Regions from separate parts of the Rattus norvegicus genome. Here region 2 is linked to region 1. The links are chromatin contacts, called in public Hi-C maps. All regions are on one chromosome and are shown on one strand. Each heading gives the region's core, a stretch centred on a gene start, on an enhancer-like site or on the middle of the called end of the contact. The rest is flanking DNA. Distances are from core to core; before and after follow the strand shown.

What was found. A called contact is a pair of places that touch in the nucleus more often than the background predicts.
Region 2: a Hi-C map of mammary epithelial cells shows a contact between it and region 1, with 2.2 times the contacts expected there. The contact joins the promoter of Cnnm4 here to the promoter of Arid5a in region 1. A contact is called at or near these places in 2 of 12 Hi-C or Micro-C datasets (frontal cortex and mammary epithelial cells).

Annotation. Positions count from the first base shown.
Region 1 is chr9:46,027,801-46,034,411 of GRCr8, forward strand. Arid5a (AT-rich interaction domain 5A) reads left to right here and starts at 2,779. Exons shown (of 7, transcript NM_001399179.1): 1 at 2,779-2,861. The coding sequence starts at 2,858.
Region 2 is chr9:46,204,557-46,211,167 of GRCr8, forward strand. Cnnm4 (cyclin and CBS domain divalent metal cation transport mediator 4) reads left to right here and starts at 3,148. Exons shown (of 7, transcript NM_001271050.1): 1 at 3,148-4,543. The coding sequence starts at 3,148.

The DNA.
Region 1 (6,611 bases), core at 1,529-4,028:
GCCCATTTTTTTCCATTCCCGGGCTTGGGTATGGTCTATTTCGAGCATTCGTTGTTTTCCATGAGTTGCAAATGCCACTGTGAATCTTGCCTTTCCTGGACAGCTAACACAGGGGGTGGGGAGCAAGGCAGGGCCAACAGTTAAAAATACTCCCCACTTCATTCCCCTTTGAAAACAAGGCCCCAGAGGCATTTTGCAACTGCTGGGCCTGGGAACGGAGCAGAAACGCGGAGGGGGTGGGGAGAGGAGGCTGCTTGTCCTGTTTTTTGAGCACACTGAACTTTGAAGGTCTCAGATGAAGGGTGGCACCAACTTTCCTGCAAGAAACTCTCAGGGCCCGAAAGCTCCAGGATGGGACACACCTCCAAGGTCTGGTCCCTAGAGATGGACCAGCATGAAGGTAGCCTCAGCTCAGTCTCTCCCCAAAAATCCTCTAAGAGATCTAGAATTTTCTCAGCAGGATCCAGGTAATCAAGGGAAAAAAAGACTACTGAGAGATCGCAATTGAAGGCTCAGACAGTAGCAGATGCTAGCGGAGAAGCTGATCTGTGTTTTAATTTGTAGACATCTCTGTGACAAAAACCATCAGGATTATATCAGCTAAAAACACACGTTGAGCAAAGTTACATGTTTTCCCATACCATGGATACTTATATTTATGAAAATAAGTAAGGAACGTTCTAAAAGACTATCCAATCTGATAAGAAGAGGGAGGGAACTGGATTTGGAGCAGGGCCAGAGAGGACTGATTTATTCTCAATGTTTTTTCCAGGAAGAATGTGTTTACACACTAATGGGTGTTTTGTTTTTCTTCTGGAGGCTGCCAGAGAGACAACTGAGACATGGAGGAGCTGGTGTTTGCTCACACAATCCGGGCCTCGTGCTCTACGGATGAAGGGTGATGGAGAAAGGTGGCTATGAACTGGTTGAGAAGTATGTAGAACAGAAGCTTGAACAACTGGAGTGTTGGTGTTTTTAGGAAGGCAAAGGGAGGTATCATTCCTCGGCAGGATTTATTAGCTGTTGTAAATTACTTTCTGTTGCAAATAGTTGCCTCAGGAGACAATTAAATTTAGATCATATTGTTCTCGGGTTGCCCCAGACAGGTGTTGACTTGCTGAGGCTATGCACAAACAACACTGCGTAAGAGTGCGCTCTCCTGCCTAAGAGTGCGCTCTGCTGCCGATGGTAGGGTCCTCCTATCCAAAGGTAGGATTAGCTGTGGCTTTGGAAGTAGTGAGTGCTTCACTGATGGATGCACCCAGTCCAGGAGGTAGTGGATGGTCTATCCCGTGATGCCGAAGGCAGGGTGCAGATCTCCATTCCTAACCTAGCACTGTGGCTAGTCCAACCAATCCTTACCAAATGACGGTGGAACCAGAAGCCTGTGAGGTTGCCAGGTGGTAGCTCTTGGTAGATAACATCTCTGTCAGAGTCTTGGATCTCTTGGGGGTGGACTGCGGTTTGTATTCTTGGATGTGGGAGTCGCTGTGGTAATCATTATTCGGGCCATTATTCTGAGCAGTTAATAAATATCGACAACAATGTGCCTGTTACCAGACCGGCAAGCACCAGTTATTACAATTATCCCCAAGCTCAGTGTTGCCTGCTCCAGGCTGAGCGTACTGATCTGCTATTCCAGAGCGAATGGATAAAGCCCAGAAGGTCAGAATCACCAAATGCAGACCGTCCATTTGTTCAGTGTGAAGGGAGCACTAAAATGTCGGGGGTCTGGGGGTGACTGTGGAGCCCTCCTCATCTGTGCCCCAATTCTAAGGTTGAGCTCTACCCTACCACCTACCAGTAATAGGAGCTAAGTAATCTCCCAGGCCTGTTTTGCACTGTATAATGAGGATAACGATTGTGTGAAATGCAGAACTGGGGGGCTGGGGAGATGGTTCAGTGGTTAAGTCACTAACTGCTCTTCCAGGGGTCCTGAGTTCAAATCCCAGCAACCACATGGTGGCCCACAACTATCTGTAATGGGATCTGATAATGTAATGAGATCTTCTGGTGTGTCTGAAGACAGCTACAGTGTACTTATATGTAATAAATAAAGAAATCTTTTAAAAAATTACAGAGCTGTATGAGTATTATAGTTAATCAACAGAATCTGGTTCCGGGAATACCAACTACATACTAGGAACAGAGTTCAAATCCAAGCCTTACAGCTAATAGGGCTTTCTGCCTTTAAACCTCAAGTTTCAGCCTCATCTTCTATAACCCACACAAGGTCCAAATGACTGCTCTGCCTCACCTTGTCACCACTCACCTTCAACTTGTTCACTTCCTCTTTGCACGGTTCAGCTTGTGGCTGTCACTCAGTCTACATGATATATGTGGACACAGGCACTTCGGGAAGGCCTAGGGAATTAGGTCTGGGCACCCACTTTCTAGATTGGCCCCTGGTAGGCTAACAGTATTCACATCTCTATGTGAAGCTAAAAAGAATGGACCACTTCAGGTAAAAGTCAGAAGCACTTTTATTTAACCCCACACAGTCTTTGGCACACTACAGAGAGCGGGCAGTTTTCTAAGATTCTAGTTTTGCCTCTGGGGAAACCAACAGACACAGGAGAGCCATGATTCTTAGTGTCCTACATCAGCCCCTAGCTGGAAAGTGGGCGTACACTACAACTCCCAGACGTCCTCCGGCTTAAGGGGCGGAGCCCTCCCCGCCCTAGAAAAAGGATCCATCAATGGAAGCTCAGAGCGCGGCGGGGGCGGGCCCAGGGGTGGGTCCTGGGGAGAGGAGACCGTCGAGCGGCGCAGCGAGCCAGTCGCGCCGAGAGCGCTGGGAGCGGACGGCTGTGCGCATCGAGGGTCTCCGGACGGCGACGCACGCTCTCGCTGGGCAATGGGTAAGCGGCTGGCGGGCAGCGCCGGGGTCGGAGGGTTGGGGTCCCGGAGCGATCGTGGCCCTCGGGGCAACCCGAGTGTCTGCGTGCTCTCTTCTCGTGGAAACTCGGGGCGGCCAGGGGCTTCCCAGGCGTTTATCTCGAAACTCTCCTCTCGGGCTCTGGACTGAAATTCACTGAGCCGCCCACACTTCCTGCTGCGGTTTCAATCTCGAGCTGCTCTGGGCCCATTTGTTGTGACAGCTGTCAGCAGCAGCTTCTCGGCCGCGGGCCCCTCCCTGCCCCGTGCCAGCCCAGCGCTTCTCAGAAGCCGAGGCGCCCGGGCCGCGCGCAGCGCTTCCCACTGCGGTCCCGATTCCTGAAAGTGACTGCGCGGGTTTTGAAGAAATTGCTCAATGCGCTTTGAAGAATCAACGGTTCCTCTTTTCTGCCGAGGGACATGGTTGTGGTTTGACGGTCACAAGCTTCAGATCCCCTGCTCCTCTCTTCTCTTTTCCTTTTCTTTCTGTTTCTTTTTTCTTTCCAACCCCCCGTAGGAAAGAGGCTCTCTTTTTACCCGTCTGGTTCTCTGAATTTCCCTCTCTTCCCTTGGGTCTCTTCAAAGGGACAGAATAGTGGCCCTGGACAGGGGGTGTTTAGTGGAGGGAGGGCAGAAACTTAGGCTGCCGGAGTGCGACGAACAAGTTTGGCTTTGCTCTCCTTGCCAACTGGGGGCACAACCTTGCAACCGCATCTGCGACCCTCCGCACTGCCCAGGCGTTGCCCCCTGACTGGGCTCACACCCCATACAGGCACAGTGGGGCCAACTCTGGGCTGGGAAGGCCTCAAATTCATCCCAAGTTTTGCCGATCAGGCCAGCATCCCATAGTCTTATTTCAGAGGAGTGTAACAGGTGCTCTTTGCCCCGCCCCGCGGGCACTATTGGGAATTGATGTAAATCTAGGGATCTCAGAGCCTAAAGAGGATGGATGCCTGGGAAGGGAAGGGGAGGTGTTATCTAGAGGGTCTGGTCTCCACAGCAGTTAGAGTCCTAACTGACTGCTTGACCTAGAACTTGAAGTGACAGAGGCAGAATGGGCCTTAGGATTATATACTCCACCCCCATCTTTTATTACAGAGAAACTGAGGCATAGAGATGGGCTCAGGTCTGACAGTGAGTGAGGACCAGGCTTCAAAGACTCCTTGCCCTTTCTCTTCTTTCTGGTAGCCTTCTGCTGCCCTGAGTGGGAAGCTGAATGGTCTAGATTCCCCCTTGACCAGGATAGCAGGCACTGTGCTAGGGTGAGGAGAGGAGGAGAAAGGAAAAGTGAGGTCTGAAATTTCCCTGTGTAGGGGTTCTAGTCTCCTGTTGAGTCACCCTCTGCAACTTGTTTCTGCATAGGTGGGGTGGGAAAACCGGAAATGATCCATATAGAGAGCTCTGTCTTCACCAGACATACAGACAGAGGGTGGGGCCGTGAAGACTCAGCCCTTCCAGGATTAGGATCTCTTGGGCTATCTCAGGGCAGTGGGAGTCTAGCATCTTAAACCTGGTACCCCTATACTCCCCTCTACCTTTCTGTACCCCCCAAGGGCTCTCAGCTTGTCTCTAGCCACTAACAGAGCTTGGCAGAAGTGCTGAGGGTGGGCTGTGGCCAGTTCTGTGCCCTGGATCCTCAGACTCCTGTCTAGCTGTCCTTAAGGCTGGCTCTTGGCAGGACACCTCCCCCCCCCCAAAAAAAGCCAAACTGCCTATTGGAGCAAGCCCAAGGAGGAGAATGCCAGGCAGCCAGCTTCTGGGCCATGAAGTGGACTGACCGCTTCAAAGGCTGTCTTTGTTTCCTCTCCAGAGCTTGAGCTAAGAGAAACTTAAGCCAACAACCTCAGGCGAGCGGGCGGGACTGTGTCTACTGGTTGTTATTGAGGTTGCTGTTGCCGTTATTGACGTGCTGTTCCCAGCCAGTGAGTTTTCATGAAAGGAAGTGTCACTTCCTTCCCATCACAAGAAGGGTGACTGGGGTAAGCAAAGGAGGGAGAGGGAGGGAAAGTGGTAGCCACACCTTGTGAGGCAGTTTGAAGGGAGTGAGCCTTGAACCCTGTCCGAGCCCCCGGGGTTCTGAGATCAGGTACATGCTTCCACCTGCTTAGGTCAGTCTTTCAGGAGCACCCTAGGGAGATCGGATACATGGCAACAGGCAGGTGTCGGGGAGGTGATTTGGAGGGCGAAGCATCATTTCTTGCTCTCTTCTGCTTAGAATCCTGGCTACTGGGGGTTGGGGATTTAGCTCAGTGGTAAAGCGCTTGCCTAGCAAGCGCAAGGCCCTGGGTTTGGTCCCCAGCTCCGGAAAAAAGAAAAAAAGAAAAAGAAAAAAAAAAGAATCCTGGCTACTGAGCCCAGCACACCCATCTCACAGATGAGGGGAGAGAGCTTTAAAACAGCGTAAGGTGTTAAAACGGTGGAGGTGATAAAAGATGCACCCAGCATGGCATGGCGGGGCACGCCACCAGTCCCAACACTAGGGAATCATACATTCAAGGCCAGCCTGGGCTACACAGAGAGACCCTGTCCTAAGCAAACAACTAAAGACAAGCAAAGACAGCAAGCACCCCCGCGTGGTACCAGAGCCCTCTCTCCCCACTTTGTCCAGAGCCGTTTCATCTGAGCTCTGCTCATTGACTGGGGGGGTATGGGGCAGGCTTACAGGCCCTCTTGATATCCCAGCAGCCATCCCTCTGCCTCAGTGACTCCACTGCAGGGTAACCCTCACTATTTTCATCTTCCCCCTTTCACCCAGAGCCATTGTCTACCCAGACAGCAGTTAGCATTTCTTCAGAGAATCTCAGGAGTGTCTAACACCTTTTCCTTCCTTAAAGGTTATATATAAGGTGACAGCCTGTATTGCAAGGTGATGGGACCCTGGGAGACTCCAAGGCCAGACCCATTGATTCACACCATAGACCTTCTTCTTTCTGCCCCTTCCTATTCGAGGCCTGGTTGGCTCTGTTGTTCACACTGACCTATTCTTTTTTTTTTTAATAAGATTTATTTGTTTGTTTGTTTGTTTGTTTGTTTATTATATAAGCACACTGTAGCTGTACTTCAGACACACCAGAAGAGGGCATCCGATCTCACTACAGATGGTTGTGAGCCACCATGTAGTTGCTGGGATTTGAACTCAGGACCTCTGGAAGAGCAGAGTGCTCCTAACACTGAACCATCTCTCCAGCCCTGACCTATTCTTATTAGCAAAGGAATGGGGCTGTACAGATCCACTCACGCAGTGTGGGGAAGTTTATCCATTCCGAGCTTAGTGCTGTGGCCAAGGTCTCCCTCCCCTATTTAAGCTCTAGATGTGAGGGTTCGGGCTTTTGGCACCATTAGACTTTTGTAGTTTGGAATCTCAGCTTTGCCGCTGGGAAGCTGTGTGACCCTGAGGCAGGTTGTCTGACTTCTCTGAACCTCGGGTGTGACATCCGTAAGGCGTGTGCAAATGTTCAGCCCCAGGTAGCGCAGGAGAGATGGGCTTCAGTGGAGCCATAGCTGACGCAGAACGGAAATAAGGGATGGCTTGAAAACACCAGCCTTGGCAAGCTCAGAGAGGGAGACTGCAACCCGGCCCTTAGTGCTAATAATTTAGAGTCTAAAGGCCCGAGCTGCCTCTTTCACAGCCTTGGGGTTGACCCACAAGGGGCTGGGGCAACCCTCCTGCTGAACCTGCACCCGCCTTCCTGCGGCCTAGGAAGGGACTCTGTCAAAGTGCTGTCTCAGCTTCA
Region 2 (6,611 bases), core at 1,898-4,397, 180 kb after region 1:
CCTAGCAAGCACAAGGCCCTGGGTTCGGTCCTCAGCCTGAGTTCAACTCCCAGCAACGACACATGGTGGCTAACAACCATCTGTAATGGGATCCCATGCCCTCTTCTGGTGTGCATGAAGACAGCTACAGTGTACTCACATACATAAAATAAATAAATCTTTAAAAAATATTTAAAAAAGAAAAGGAGCGAACCCTCTTAAGATAGCATCATTGCCTAAAGGGGGAGGTACACATATACACTCAGATAGGGCTGTTCAGGACCTCAAGACTGGAGAGCGTCACCTAAGGACCACGTTCTCTTGCAGAAGGAGGCATCTCAGATAAGTATGGACTTGACACCCCACCCCCACCCCCACAGAGAGACTGATGTCTTTCTCTGTCTCCCTACCTAGAGGTTCAAGCTGACAACCACAGCCCCCAGGCACAAGACTGGCCTCCCCTGATACCTCTTACATTACCATCTATTTACTAATTATTATTTATGTGTATGAACATTTCGCCTGCATGTGTGTATGCATAGCATGTGTGTGTCTGGTTCCCTCAGAGAACAGAAGGCATTTGATCCCTTGGAACTGGAGTTACAGACCATTGCAAGTCACCGCATGGGTGCTGGGAACTGTACTCACCTCCCCTGAGTCTTCTGCAAGAGCAACAAATGCCCTTAATCACTGAGCCATCTCTACAGCCCTGAATTTCATTTACTTCTGGGGTCTTCTCTTATTCTCCTAATGGTTTTGGGATCCCTACTGTGAGTAAACTAGGCCTTAATAGACCATGGATCTGTTACAACCTATCCACCGTTGTTCCTGTCTTGCTTTTCTCCCCCTGCTCCTTCCCTTCTACCTTTAAACCAAGTGGCTCAAACGCTTGTTTTCCTTTTCCTTTGTTGGCTTCTGCTGCTTAGGCTGAGTGCCTACCTACAGAGCATGAGTAAACACAGACCCAAAAAGGGCAAAATAAAAATAGCAGATTGGTCAATAATAGAACTGCAGAGTTTATAAGGGGAGGTGGGGGAACAGAGGAGGTGGGGGTGGGAGCATCTATAAACTACAGGGATGGTGATAAGGAAGCCTGCTAGGCCCTTCCAGGGACCTGGGTGAGGGGAGTATTTTCAAACAATACAGGTGGCTCTTCTGGGTTGACAAAGACAGGGAGGGGACAGTTGCCCAATCTGAAGGTATTGTTCACCAGAAAAAGTTGGTTTTCTGGCCTCACTCTGTGTGTGTGTGTGTGTGTGTGTGTGTGTGTGTGTGTGTGTGTGTGTGTAAGGATGTAAGGGTGTAAGGGTATAAGGGGAGGCACCTCCTCACAAGGAACTTCCTCCAGCTGTCTGTTTACAGAACCCACCAGCTGCGATGCCAGAGCATTAAGTCAGGCCTCTGCTACCAAACTTCCCCCACAACACTGCATGAGTGTTCCTTTCTGTTTGGGCTTTTTGCTGCTGGTATTGATTGCTGCTTTTATTGGCAGACTGTGTACCAAAGTAAAAATAAACACAGGGGTTTGTACAGGGAGATGGAGAAGGGCTTTCTGTGTCTCTGGGGCCAGCAGAAGCCTTGCTGGGAGACCCAGGGGTCAACCCAGGCCCCGTGCTTAGCTTAGCTCCTGCAACTGAGGTAAGAATGTTTGTCATCCACGTCCTGCCCTTCACAGGTGGACAGTTGTGGGTGGATGGCTGTGGTCATCCTCACACACTGAGTTCATAGCTGCCTGCCGGATGACATCCAAGTAGGGCTGACCAGGAAGCAGTGATCTCAAGGCTAGAACAGCAGCCACACCTCTCGGTTCATTTCCACAAGCAGCTGCCTCAGCTGGCCAGTCACCACAATTTGGGGTTAAGGGTACGGTTCTGAAAGAGCAGGCAGCAATGACTATTACTACACAGGCAAAGACTATTCACAGAGAGTTGTCATGTCATGTTTGATGTGTAAGCCAATTGTTCTCACTTGCTTTAGCCAGGTGATGCTGTGTTATCACTCTTCCTGCCATCAAATTAAAAACTGAACCCATAGCTGAACAATCAAATCAACCCAGGCATGGTGGTGCATGCCTGTAAACCCTGCACTTGGGAGTCTATGGATGGAGGATCGGGGAGTTCACGGTAGCCTTAGATTTGAAGAGTTCAAAGCCATATTGGGCTATGTAAGATCTTGTCTCAATAGTCATTCTTACCGCCGTTTACAGACAGGAACTAGGATTAACGGTGGAGATCTGAAAGGCCTAAGATTTGTGCCTAGGTTCAAATCTGTAAGATATAAAATACTTCACGTGGCCAGAAGGATTCAATAACTGTTCCTGTGTGTATTTGTTTATTGAGCTCCCCCTCCCGCCACCACCACCACCCCCCGCCCCGTATAGCTATACTTGCTTATTGCCATTTTTTCTGATGCTAGGCTGTAAACTAAGGTGTGCAAGAATTTTGGCGTGTTCGTTGCCTTATTGTTAGAGTCTGCAAGTATACATATTCAATGAAAACATCCCTAAATAGAAATGACAGGTGAAAAACCTAGCTCAGAGCCTGAATCCTCAGCACCTTAGGGGGCTGGTGGTCTCCAGACAGAAGCGACCGGTGGGCTGGGGGAGTTCGGGGGCAGAGACAATCTATTTCTGGCCTTGGGTCAAGGCCAGCAAAAATACCAGAAGTGAGGAGGCTGTAATGCCAGCCTGAGCCCTCAGGTTCCCTTTTCTTTTTCTAAACCAGGAAATGGCATGCTTTTTTCTCGCTGTGCTTGTGGAGAAGCACACCCGCCCTAGAACGGAGCAACAGAGTGCAGGGGACCCGGAAGCAGCCAGGCGCGTGAGGCCTGGGAGCCGGGCTCCCTAAGGAGGAGCTCGGGAGAAGCCGCGCGCGGCGCGGAGGCTGGGCTGGGCGCACCCCCGCCGCAGGCTCCCGCGCTCGCCTCGCGCCGTTCCACCTTAAGCGCTCAGACCTCCTTAAGCCCGGAGCGCGAGCCCTGGGTAGGGGCGGGACCTCGCATGCAAATAAGGGGCGTGGGGCGGCGGGGCGGGGCGGGCGGGGCGCGGTCTGACGTCAGGCCCTCTCCTGGGGCAGTTGGCGCGGCGGCGGCGGAGCGGCAGGAGGGCAGGAGCGGCGGCGCCGAGTGAGGCGCGCGGCGGGGCGCGGGCAGCGGCGGGGCCGGAGCAACATGGCGCCGGGGGGCGGGGGCGGGCGGCGGGACGGCTGGCCGGCCCGAGGGCGCCTCCTCCTGGCCGCGCTGCTGCTGCTGCTATGGACGCGGGCGGCCAGCGGCCAGAGCAGCCCCCAGCAGAGCGTGATCCTAGGCATGAGGCTGGCGAGCTGCAACAAGTCGTGCGGGATGAACCCGGATGGCATCATCTTCGTGTCCGAGGGCAGCACGGTGAACTTGAGGCTCTACGGCCACAGACTGGGCGAGATCTCTAGCAACCTGATCTCCTTCACCGAGGTGGACGACGCCGAGACGGTCCACAACTCCACCAACTGCCTGGAGCTCACCAAGGACTTAGTGGTCCAGCGGCTGGTCAACGTGAGCCGCGGGAACACGTCGGGGATGCTAGTGGTGATTACCAAGTTCCTGCGGAGGAGTGAGAACATGAAGCTGTACGCGCTGTGCACCCGGACCCGGGCCGACGGGCCCTGGCTCAAATGGACGGACAAGGACTCCCTGCTCTTCATGGTGGAGGAGCATGGGAGGTTTCTGCCGCTCTGGCTGCACATCCTTCTTGTTTTGGTGCTGTTGGTGCTGTCGGGCATCTTTTCTGGCCTCAACTTGGGGCTTATGGCCCTGGACCCGATGGAGTTGCGCATCGTGCAGAACTGTGGAACTGAGAAGGAGAGAAGGTACGCTCGCAAGATAGAGCCCATCAGGCGCAAGGGCAACTACCTGCTCTGCTCGCTGCTCCTGGGGAATGTGCTAGTCAACACCTCCCTCACCATCCTTCTAGACAACCTCATCGGTTCTGGCATCATGGCAGTGGCCTCCTCCACCATTGGCATTGTCATCTTTGGGGAGATCTTACCTCAAGCCCTGTGCTCCAGGCATGGGCTGGCTGTGGGTGCCAACACTATTGTTCTCACCAAAATCTTTATGTTACTCACTTTCCCCCTGAGTTTCCCCATTAGCAAACTCCTGGACTTCGTCTTGGGTCAGGAGATTCGCACTGTTTACAATCGGGAGAAACTGATGGAGATGTTGAAGGTGACAGAGCCCTATAATGACCTGGTGAAGGAGGAGTTAAACATGATCCAGGGTGCTCTGGAACTAAGGACCAAAACTGTGGAGGATATCATGACCCAGCTACACGACTGCTTCATGATCCGCAGTGATGCCATTCTGGACTTCAACACCATGTCGGAGATTATGGAGAGTGGCTATACTCGCATTCCTGTGTTTGAAGATGAGCAGTCCAATATCGTAGATATCCTTTACGTCAAAGACCTGGCTTTTGTTGACCCAGATGACTGCACCCCGCTCAAGACGATCACTCGCTTCTACAACCACCCGGTCCATTTTGTTTTTCATGACACCAAGCTGGATGCCATGCTGGAGGAATTCAAGAAGGGTAAGGACTGGGGTGGCTCCTGGTTAAATGTCCTTTTGATATCTCCCCCCACCACTTTCCCTGAAGCATCTCCTGCGTGCTCTCTGTTTTCTGTTTCACTCTTCTGTTTGTGCAATTGACTCTGGGTCCCTCTGTCCATCATTTCCTGTACCTCTGGGGTGAACGTTATCACAGGCGCAGCAGAAGCAGCTCTCACTGTGCTCTGTGTTTAGTTGAATCCAAGCTGAAGGAGACACACTTGTCTGGAGCTGCGGGAGGGATACAGGGTAAGGCTCGTGGCTGAAAAGCAGCCACCAGGCCTCATGGAGACGTAAAGGGTGGTGAGGGGAAGTAGTCTGGGAGCTGAGGATGTTGTCACAGGGGAAAACATTTGAGGGGAATCTTGACTGATGAAGTGACTTGGGACTGGGTTGCACCGCTCTTGTGAGGATTGTTTTGTGGTTCTAGTGGACCTCCTGGCTCTTCTGACCCATGACCACCAGGGGACAGCTTGGATATTTTCACACTTTCCCCCTCGAGTTTGCCCCAGGTTTGGAGCTCTAGATTTTGTGGCAGCGTAGTATCACTCACCCTCCAGCCCACAAGCAAAATTGGGAGGTCTCTCCTGGGCTCCCAACTCGGAACTCCCACAGTTTCTGCTGTTTAGCAGAAGCATGGAGGGAGAGCTTTGGTTACTGCTCCATCTTTCCCAAGAGTCAAACATAAACTTGCCCCCACTCCCAGTCTTCAGGTGGCCTTGCTGTGTGTGTGTGTGTGTGTGTATGTGATGTGTGTGTGTGTGCTTGGCTAGCTCCCCCGTAAGTAGGCACTTAAGAGGGTCTACTCCCTTGCCTCCAAGCTCAGGGCACACACCATTTTCCTTATTGCCAGCAAAGACTTCCTCCCTCTTCTGCCCCGAAACTCCCAAAAGTGGCTGTAAACAAGGCAGCTCTAGAGTAAAACTCTCCTAGGGTGAAGGAGGTGAGGAGGAAGAAAGGGAACTCTGTAGAGGAGACCCTGAAGCTCATATGACTTTGCTTCACAGTCCTGGTCCCAACCTTCCTCCTGTACATAGAGCTGTTTCTGGCTAAGGCTCGGCTGACCCGGGAGCCACATTTGAACACTAGTTGTGATAAGCCCGGGGTCATTTCCGAATCCGGAAGGTGGTAGACAGGCTTGAAATGGGATCAGGAGAGAAGAAATGGCCTTACCAGGTTTGATCTTCAAAGGCGCACTTGGGTCAGGGTCACGGCCAAGGAGGCAGGTTGGCAACTCTCCCTTTTAAGTTTTCTACAGAGATCCTCAGCATCAGAGCCAAGGGCATCTTGAGGATGGTGACCAGGACAGGAGATAGTCTGGATGGCATGGAAGGAGAGTTAGTGCTGTAGACCCAGGAGCCTGTTTCGCTCTGAGTAGGAGCAGTGGGGAGTGTGTCTCCTCCCTCCATCTTGCAGCTGAAGGACCTGAAAGTTTCCCTGCAGTGGCTTCTTTGGGAACTTCATGAGGATTCCCATGACAGCTTCCTCCTTACCTGCCTCTGTGGTCTGAGGTGGTTTTCTGGTGACAGATATACCTACCAGTACCTCCCCATCAGTTTGGTTAGATCTGGATCCAACTAATATGAATTGGCTTAATTTGATGTCCAGCTCCCCCCCCCCCCCGGAGCTGAGGATCGAACCCAGGGCCTTGCTAGCAAGCGCTGTACCACTGAGCTAAATCCCCAACCTCTGATGTCCAGCTCTTGACCAGCAGGGCTGACCTCTGTTTCATGGGAGCATACTGGGTTTGAGCAAGGTGACTTTAGACTCTGCTCTGTCCTGTGAAGAAGTGTCCTTCCTTGAGCTGGAAAAGCAGAGCTGACGTCTCGTAGGCCAGAGTTGTCCTGAGCTGAACCCTATCCCCACAGTTTGGTCCATCCACCAGACTTTCCTTGACAGAGTCTTGTGGCCTGAGTCCAGGCCGTAGAGTGTGGATCCCAAGCAGTTCATGGAAAAGCAGGAGCAATCTACCCTGTGGTCAGATAACAGTGTGACACAGTGGTCACTCCTTATGAACAGACCCTGGGCCATGTATGCCTCCTTGCTGATGT